Regions from separate parts of the Rattus norvegicus genome. Here region 1 is linked to region 2. Evidence: chromatin contacts called from public Hi-C data. All regions are on one chromosome and are shown on one strand. The core of a region is the stretch at or near the end of the contact, and the rest is flanking DNA. Distances in the headings are between cores, read along the strand shown.

The links. A called contact is a pair of places that touch in the nucleus more often than the background predicts.
Region 1: a contact with region 2 is called in a Hi-C map of mammary epithelial cells, with 2.8 times the contacts expected there. The contact joins two enhancer-like sites. A contact is called at or near these places in 6 of 12 Hi-C or Micro-C datasets (the A7r5 cell line, Schwann cells, kidney and 3 more).

The regions. Positions count from the first base shown.
Region 1 is chr5:142,702,035-142,706,853 of GRCr8, reverse strand. No RefSeq gene overlaps it. Among named protein-coding and RNA genes, the nearest start is that of Trnap-agg51, 8.2 kb to the left of the region's middle. Within about 2 kb of position 3,038, at least 2 of the 93 cell types and tissues checked have an H3K27ac peak or open chromatin away from gene starts, as enhancers often do.
Region 2 is chr5:142,654,302-142,659,335 of GRCr8, reverse strand. No RefSeq gene overlaps it. Among named protein-coding and RNA genes, the nearest start is that of Zc3h12a, 13 kb to the left of the region's middle. Within about 2 kb of position 1,660, at least 34 of the 93 cell types and tissues checked have an H3K27ac peak or open chromatin away from gene starts, as enhancers often do.

The DNA of each region.
Region 1 (4,819 bases), core at 1,789-4,288, 46 kb before region 2:
GGGACCACACAGGCCCTGTCAGAGGGCAAGTAGCAGTGCCCTCTGCTTGGAGTTTCCCTCTCTCCTAGAACCTGAAGACCATAAAGGTCCTCCTTAAACCAGGCAAATGGCTACATGCTTGTTACCCCAGCACTTGGGGGGAGGGGTCTGAGTAAAAACAGTCAAGGCCAGCCTGAGTGACAGAGTGAAACCTGGGGACAGGAAAGATTTTATTTTAAGGGAACTCATCTCTTTCCTTGGCAATGTTCACCCCTCCTGCCGGGACACCCAACCAAATCCCAAGGGTAAGCCTCAGCTACGACAGCTTCATTGCTTGTGGACACCCTTTCGTTTCTGTCGAGAGAGCCAGCAGACTGAGCATCAGACAGAGAATCCGTTCCCCCTCCCCATCCTCAGTGGCATGAGTTAGCACTTGGAATCTACCCAGGTAGGTCACAAAGCAGTTGAGTCAGACTCTGAGGTACCAAGCTCTCCCAGGAGCTTCCCTGCGACACCCGAGGGAAGTACAGTGTGGTGGGCACATGTGCACTAGCCATCGCCTCGTGGAAACTGAAGTTGGTGCTGGGAAGAAAGGTAGAAGGCTGGCTTGGCTAGATGACGAGGACTAACAGCTAGAGGCACAGGAAAGAGGTAGCCTAGCCTTGGGGTCCAAAGAAGTGATGTCCCTTGGCATAGAGGGCAGTTGGCCTCAAGTGCTGAGCTGACCTTCTTGGACAGAGGTCCAAGCCTGTCAGAGGTCAGAGACTCCTGATGGAGCTCCCGTAGGAACCACCAACCAACCTTCCTGTTTACTTCCAGGACAAGCTCACAGGCAGAGCCCTGCTAGCCTCTCATCCCCAGGGCAGTATAGTTAAAACAGCGTCAGGATGGAACCCAGCTCACCCCATCCATGCAGCCTGAGGCTGGCTGGAGCCTTGGGGAGGGCTACCCATGAATGCAAAAACTTGATTGAAATGCTTCAGCCTTGAGCCAGCCTTCAGGAATGCCCCACCCAGGCAGCTCCCGAATGTACACAGAGGGATATACCTGATTCACCGGGTCCGATAGAGAACAATGGAGCACCTGTCTCACCTACACTGGCATTCCCATTAGCCCATTACACACTTGAATGCACTCCCTCCCCCTCCAAAAGAAGCATTTCTTACCCAAACTCATCCTACCCCACCCAACACCCAGGCACCAGACGTTCAGTCCAGCACGCCCCACACCAAGCCACATTTCCTGCACCACCATTCAGCACCACCTACCAACATCAGATAAAGCTGCCTCAAAGCTTATGGACTGCTGAGCTCCCACCCTCCCCCATGTAGCATGGCGATGAGGTCCCATGCCAAGCCACATGTCCAGGGAGTGCGGTCTGCATATGCCTCACAGAAAGGCACATTGGCCTCTCTTACAGAGAGAAAGTTCTCAACCCAGACCATGCCCAGCTGGGCGTGCTGTCCGTAGTCAGGGCTGTGTACGTTCTTTCCATCCTAAATGAAGGTCAAAGCTATATTCATTATGTTCCTCCTTGCTAGGATAAGACACCTCACCAGAAGCAACTTGAAGGGGTTACCCTGGCATACTGTAAGGGGACACATCCCATTACGGCAAAGAAAGCATGGTGGTCACAGAGATTCAAACTCACGATGCAGAAATTTGTGCGGCATGGATTTGCCTTCTCCACTGCTATGTGACCACGTGATGACTGGACCATGTACATGTGGTCTCACAGGCCAGAAAAAAACGGCATTGGGTCTCCCAAAGCTGGTATTACAGGCTGTTCTGGGCTGTCCCGTGTGGGTGCTAGGAAAGAACCCAGGCCATCTACAAGAGCAGTAAGACAGTGGTATACTGCTGCCCACATTCAAAGAAGGTCTTCCCCACTCAGTAAACGCTCTCCCAGACACAACCAGAAGTGCCTCCTATGTGATTCCACATCCCACCCAGGTGACAATGAAGACGGCTCACTCTTCATCAGGTCTGAACTCTCATCTCAAAGGCAACTGAATAAACCAACGCCTGTGTTACATTCAGCCCACGCCATCAACCGTTCAGTCCAATAAGCATGCACACCATTTTCACTAACGGAACTGGTCTGTCTAGGAGTTCTCTGTGCTTATCCAGCTCCACGTAGCTTCCCATGCCCTTTCCAACATAGTGAACCTGGCCTGCTGGGTGGGTATCCAGTGCCTGGTGCCAGCTGCATCAGCTATGAGAAGGCTGTTACCAGCAGGGCCAGCTGCCAGCCTAGAGCCTGGCTGAAGGAATTGTGCCTGGAAGGTTGTGGATTTTTCTAAGCCCACACTTGACTCTGTCCACACCGATCCCGCCTGTGTGTGGTCTGTGGGGAGGCTGCACCAGGGAGGCATATCGATCAGGCTGGACGGGAGAAGAAAGGAAAAGACTTTCAAACAGCAAAGCTCGCCTCTGCAGAGGCTTGGAAAAAAACCCACAGATACAGGGCATGCAGGTTTCCCTCCCTGAGGTAGCCACACACTGTAAGATATGTGAGCCAGAGAAAAAGCGCAGTTCTGTGTGTGTGTGTGTGTGTGTGTGTGTGTTTTCACATTCGTGTGCGTGTGCCTGTGTACGTGCGCACACACCCACATCTGTGCCTATGAGCCCAGGAGTTGTTTAGCAGCTCTGAGTATTAATAACTCTCCTGTACCAACATGCATATGTAGCACCTGTACAGGTCAGAGAAATGTGTGTGCAAGCACGTAGTCACCCTGAACCTTCAAGCATGCCTGTTCACGCATGCTCAAGAACGCATGTGTTCTCCCTGCCCTCTGAGAACTTCCCCCTCCAAGGGTGGGAGAGGGACTTCCGTTGTGTACTGACAATTCTGTCAACTCTTACCTTCCAAACCAACCGTGACCAAATCAACTCCTAGGACTGTCATCCACCCCGGACTTCCCTCTCAGAAAGGAAAAGGTAGCCAGGGCTGTGTTTATTCAAGCTCAAATCCTGACGACCCGATCTGCTTAGTATGTCAGGAGACTGTTGTAATTGAGGTTTCTGGGCCCCGCCCCCAGACACTGGTTGACAGTAAACTGAGGTAGGCACAGGCTCCAGAGATTTTTTTAGCACTGCAGGAGTGATTTTAACACTGTTCCAGGACTAAAGACCCCTGCTCTTGCTGGTGTCCTTGCTCTCTGGCAGGACTGATCGTGAGATGTGACAGTGGCGCTCCAGCCCTGGAAACCTGAACACCCTGTATTGATCTCCCCACCTCGTACCTAGACCCTTCCCTAGGTACCAGCGCAGCAAAGCCGGCACACATCCACGCACCGCGGCTGCCCCCTGCTGGACGGAGCCTGCGGCGCTCTGCTGCTGCGTGACTTGTAAACTGGGTGCTAGAGTCTCTTAGAGAAAGCGTTAGTATAGCTTTGGTAGCATGCTCAGCTACTCGGGAGCTGAGACAGGAGGATTACTTGAGCCTAAGAATTTTGAGGCTAACTTGGGTAACATAAGGAGATTTTTTTTTTCAAGGAGACAATTAGGCATGAGAGCTCAAGCTCAGCACTTAGGAGACAAGCAAAGAATCAAGGAGAGAGTAAGAAGCCAAGGAAGGCTACCTAGTGAGTTCCAAGTCCCCTAGAGCTACGTAAGAAAACTCTGTCTTCAAAACAAAGGTCTAGGTCTAGCCTGGTGACCCACTCAGGAGCAGGGACAGGCGGACCTCTGTGAATCCAAGGCCAGCTTGATCTACACAATGAATTCCAAGACAGATCCTGCCTTGCAAAACAAAAATTAAACTGGGCAGTGATGGTGCACGCCTTTAATCCCAGCACTTGGGAGGCAGAGGCAGGTGGGTCTCAGTCAAGACCAGCCTGGTCTACATAGTGAGTTCTAGCCAGGCTACACAGAGAAATCTCCCCACCCCCAAAAAAAATGAGCTGGAGAGATGGCTCAGGGATTAAGAGCACTGGATGTGGGGCTGGGGATTTAGCTCAGTGGTAGAGTGCTTACCTAGGAAGCGCTAAGGCCCTGGGTTTGGTCCCCAGCTCTGAAAAAAAGAACCAAAAAAAAAAAAAAAAAAAGCACTGGATGTTCTTCTAGAGGTCCTGAGTTCAATTCCCAGCAACCACATGATGGCTCACAACCACCTGTAATGGGATCCGATGCCCTCTTCTGGTGTGTCTGAAGACAGCAACAGTGTATTCATATAAATAAAATAAATCTTTTTTTAAAAGAATTTTTCTAAAACAAAGGTAGGGGAGACTTCACACTCTTACACTCTCCTGTCAATTTTGACCTCCCCCAGCCTTCCATAAAGCCCTCTTCACAGCCACTATGTTTATGCTCCTCTCCTTTCTGAAGTACCTACTTCTTATACCAAGTCTCCCTGACCTCGCTGGAAATCCCCAGAGCAGGGGGAACAGGCCTGGGTCAGCAGGGGTCTGGAGAATGCAGCAAGCCTGCTGCAGTGGCTCCCTACTACTCTGGCTCTGTGCAAGCCAAGGCAGGACTTCTCATTCATACTCAACCTCTGGGGCAAGGGGTTCCCCAGTAAACTACCAGGGGCACCCACCACACTACATGCCAGGAACACATTTTGTTCCGAGCACTTCACTAGTAATAATTCACTTCACTCGCACAGAATTATCCTTATTTTGTTTTACAGTCTAGAAAACCAAGGCCCAAAGAGGTTCAGTGAGACCCAAAGTAGGGTCATCCCAGGGATTAGCTCAGGAAACCATACTGTTAACTGCCCTTCCCTCTTTTTTTTTTTTTTTTTTTGTGTGTGTGCCTGAAGTAGCCTAATTTATTTTTGTTATTCTTGGGGTTTTAGATACAAAAGGTTTTCAAAAAATATTTTGAACAAAATTGG
Region 2 (5,034 bases), core at 411-2,910:
CTGTCCTATGGGTGTGAGAATGGAGTGACTCCACAGACAGGCAGTGGCCTATGGCAGCTGGCTATGGGTAATGTTAGGAGGCAAGGCCTGGCCCTGCTGGTTCATTGAAACCAATGAGGGCTACAGATTCAGACAGTAGGTGCCAGCTAGGACTGGGCTCTGGGGAGACGAGGGTCAGCTTGGGCCTTCTGATGTCTGCCTTGGTGCCCGTGCTTCCTGACAGCTCAGCTCAGCTGAACTGGCCAGCCACAGGGCCATGCCTCCAGGCCTGTTTCTCAATCTCGCTTCCGGGCAGGGCTACCCAGGCAGCGAGGCTCAAAGCCAAGGTTGCTGCTGCTTCTCTGTGACTTGCTTCAGCGTTAACGCCAAAGTTCTCACCACCTTGTCCTCTGGCTAAGGCAGCTCGGACAGGGGGAACCTCGACTTCCCACCCGTGAAGAGGACACAAAGACGCCCCGCCTCTCCAGATATTATAAAAGAATGCCTTAACCGGTGGCAGCTAGAGGTAGTGCGCAAGGCCCCTACTCAGTAGCTGGCAGCCCTGACTACTCACTGCCCTTCTCTTGGGGCTTCAGCTGCCCGACCCACAGAGATCCACGTGTGAGCTTAACGGGAGAGGGTGGCAGGGACAGAATGTAACTCCTGGGACCAAAGCTCAAGCCACTAGTCTTGCTGCAAGGGATCAAATTCCAGGTAGCTGCCCCGGCTGCTCCTCACTCCAGTTCTTCCTGGTTACTTGAGCCAAGCTGGTGATGGGGAAACTGGTGTGTATGCAAATTCTCTGTTGGGAAATGATCCCAGAGAGCTGAGCTGGGCCTTCCCACCCTGCCCTCCCACGAGCACCAGCAGGTAGTGACCTCTAGGTGCTTCAGCAAGTTCTGCTCCACAAGACTAACCCCTTGTGAGGGGGTGGGGGGACCCCAGCCTTCTCAGAAGCCAAAATGGCTGGTCTGCCTTTGCTTGTAGGCTGAGACTGGAAACCTCTGTACTGCTAGCCTGAATGGGGTGAAGCCCCCCGCACCCCCTCTGGGTCACTCTCCACTCGGCCCTCATCAGACTTCTTCAGGATATGGGACTATCTGGCAGTCCCTGGAGATCCTGGTACCTAACTAAGAACAAAAGAGATACTGTGCAAAGCCCAATTGGAGTGCTAATGCCCCCCAAACTGTGGGTGTCTTTCAGGGGATTAGGGTAGCCAGTTGTGGGGGGCAAGGCCAGTGCCCATCTCTGAAGCTCCATTTCCTACTTCCGTTTTTCCCTACTACCAAGGTTCTCTGCCCACCTTCCCCAGGGACAGCCTAACCCATCTCAAGGAGTTGGGTAAAGTGAGCAGACAACTTGGGGAGTCCTGCCAGAAGGAAGTTGGCCCAAGAACCCCAGAACCTTCATCCCAGGCTTCACCTCCTGGCTCATCTTGTCACTGGCCCACAGCAGACTAGGTGACAAGAACCTGTCCTGTGGGCCTCCTACTTCATGGGAAGGGTGTGGGAGACTTGGCTGAAAGAGGCAGGAAGTAGGGCCCTGTAATTAGGGAAGCCCAAGCTATCCTAAGCCACGGCATGTAAATCCTTCCAGTCAGTTCCTGGCGGGGGAGGAGGCCCAGCCTGTAACCTAGGGTGTGCCTTCTGAAGCTGTTCTCAAGGCAGCAGCTGGCGATCCTAAACTGCTTGCCAGTTTAAGGAACAGCAAAGAGACTCCGTGGGAGGAATGGCTTAGCCACCCCAGTTCGCAGTTCACCCAGCACACAGCATCCTGCTGCCACCTTCTGGAAGCTCCTGGTACTACTACTGCCTGAAGCCAGTGGCTTGCTCACTTGGGAGTCGCTAGTACTCTAAACCACTGATGTCTTTCTTTCAGGGGGTGAGGGTAGGCATGACTCCATGAGGTTTGAAATAATGGGCTGTAGAATTATGACTCTGTCTGGGAGAATATATAAACACCGACAGAGGAGGGGAACTCCTTTCGGCTTCTGTTTTGGACAGGGTCTCACTCAGTATGCAGTGCAGGACTGCCCTCTAAGTATCCCAGAGTCCTTAGATCACGAGTGTACGATTTTTGTCTAAGCAGTGAATTTCCAGAGGCATTCGCAGGAAGTTCTGAGTGTCCAGACAATGAATTATCCAAGACACACTCCTGGGCAGGAAGTACAGCTGACTGGTTGAGTATGTATGAGTTCAACGTGTACCAATCCCCTGCTCCAACCCTCAGCAATACGTGTTGCACACACATGCACTCGAGCATGTACACACAACTCACACATACACACCTTCAGGCTGGAAGAATAATCAGGGAGAAAAAGAATATAATCTCACAGACTTACGAACCGAGTCTGTCGTTTTGGCAGGAGGTGGGGAAAGACGCAGGATCTTATCACTAGTGTCAGCCCTGGAGGGGGCCTGGTACTCCAGGTCACCTAAGAAACATAGACCTCTTGACTCAGCAAACCTGACACAGCCCTCTTCTGCAAAATGATTTCCTCAGAAGGCTACACCGTCGGTAAGGGCACAGGCTAGAGAAACTAGCACAGGGCAGTGGAATCTTAGTCAGGAGGCAACGATCTCTTTGGAATTTGTTTTGGTTTTTGCTGTTTTGGACAACTTGAGATAGCAAAACCCCTCCTGCCTCAGCCTCCCATTTGCTGGCTGGGATTACAGGTGTGCACGGTAGACCCTATCAGGGAGTTGCTTCTCAGCTTTCGTGCTGTGGGTCCTAGGGACCAAACTGCAATCGTGAGGCTTAGCGGCCAATGCCTTCGCCTGCTGAGCTATCTTGTCAGCCCAAGAACTGGCTCTGTGGTATTTCCTAAACTAAGAAGCCACTTCAGAAAGGTAAGGCGAGGCACAGCCAGCTCCCTGCCAGCTCTGGAAACAGTGCTTCTGCGGTGGGGAGTGGAGCTGGGAGACCTCTGACCAGGAGCCTACAGTGGATTACTTAACGTGAATAATAAAAACTTGGACTACGCATACTTCCAACAGATGCCATTAAACCATGACAACAGTCACTTCTTCATAGAGGAACACATTTCACGCTCAGCAGTTTCTTGCGGTTCAACCTAATATTTATTTATAAATTATCCACATGTATTAATGAACTAATATTAACGTGTATTACACAACACATTCAAAGTGAAGAACTACAAAGGGCCGAGGTCCAGAGTGGGAACACATCGAAGATCTCATCTTCTCCTCCCACATCTCGAGCCATTCCACACCCGCTCCCTTTCCTTTGGACACCCCTGATGCCACACCTTGCTTCCTTGCAGACCCACCGTACGACTGACTCCAAAGAACAGTGCTCAAAATAAAACCTGTGCTTCAAATCCTGAGGCTGACCCCGCAGGTCCAGACCTGGAACTGCATTTTGAACACAGCATACCCACCACTACACCGCTGTACCCTCCCCTCACATTTTCATGCAAGGGCGCATGCACGAGACACACACACACACACACACACACAGAGAGAGAGAGAGAGAGAGAGAGAGAGAGAGAGAGAGAGAGAGAGAGAGAGAGAGAGAGCTAGCTCTCCTAGGCACTATTCAGACAGCCCCATGGTAGAAGTAGTGAACAGAACACTGCCCTCTGCTTCATTCTACCAGAACATCACGTCATAGCTTCTGAATAAATTTGCAAGTGTGCAAATGCCTTAGTGATCTAGAATAAGGCCGTGGGTGGGAAAGCCCAAATAGGTGCAAAAGCCAAGCTAGGAGTGCTTTACAACCACACTTGAACTTATGCGCTTACATACGCAGGCTCCTTGGCGCCCCCTTCATACTGCAAGGGCAGCACTTCCCTCTACACTAGCTGTGCCCATGAGCAAAAGCTCACGTTTTCAGGTGAAGACCCCACTGCCTGCTTCCTACTCTTGGAACAAAAGATTTTCCTGAAAGCAACGAATACAAACTCAAGAGTGGAGAAATGGTTTAACCTGTGCGGGGATAGATTCTGTTCTCCCAGCGACACTCTGAGGGTCCTGAGACCTGAGGCCTCACTGGGTCAGAAGAGCTACTTTGAAAGCATAGCTCTTGGCCCCACACTGGCCTCATCCCAGTTCCCAAGTTTCCTAATGTCCCTCCTGCAAACTCCAACTCTGTGGGCTGATCCTGCTCCCCACCTCATGCACCCCAGCAGTGCTGGAACACTGACTTTAAACAGAACGGCCCCTTCCTCAGTCCTTGGAAGAATACGCTTGACATTCCCATGAAGCTTTGCACTAGACTGTCTTGGGACAAATATGTTACAACAAAAGCCAGGTCTTACAACTACCAGAGGCCAAGGGTGGGCTCTTCCTGAGTACAGACGCAGGCTGGCCTTGAACTCCTCTGGCTCCACTTCCCAAGTGCTAAGATTACGGGCGTGTGGGGTTGGGGATTTAGCTCAGTGGTAGAGTGCTTGCCTAGCAAGCGCAAGGCCCTGGGTTCGGTCCCCAGCCCCGGAAAAAAAAGAATAGAAAAAAAAAAAAAAAGATTACAGGCATGTGCTGTCACATCTGGCTCGGAAGTTGGCTTACTCTCTTTAAACTAGTCCTTCCCACAGCACATAGTGGCCTTAGGTGTCTCTTCAGTGTGGGGTGCTGGCTGGCTGGCTAGCTGCAATCCAAGGCAATCCTACCCACTGAGATAAACGTTCCTCTGTGTACGTAAGCACGCTCACCCCTTCCTTCGATGAGTCGTAAGCAAACTTGGTTGATAGTAGTTAGTGTCAGCATTTATTGGAGTTGGCATTTTGTTTTTAAAGTCAAGTTCCTTGTGGCCCAAACTGACTGCAAACTCCCCACGTAGCCAGGGATGATCCTTACCTTCTTCCAAGAGCTAGGATTAAAGGCATACATCACCTCGTCCATGTTTATATGGTACTAAGGATCAACCCCCAGAAGTCTGTGCATGCTAGACAATTGTTCCACCATTGAGCTACTACTAGTCTTCTTGATGCCCTTATTCGATGCCCAGAAATAGGAAAAGCAAGTAATTTTTTTTTTTTTTTTGGTTCTTTTTTTCGGAGCTGGGGACCGAACCCAGGGCCTTGCACTTCCTAGG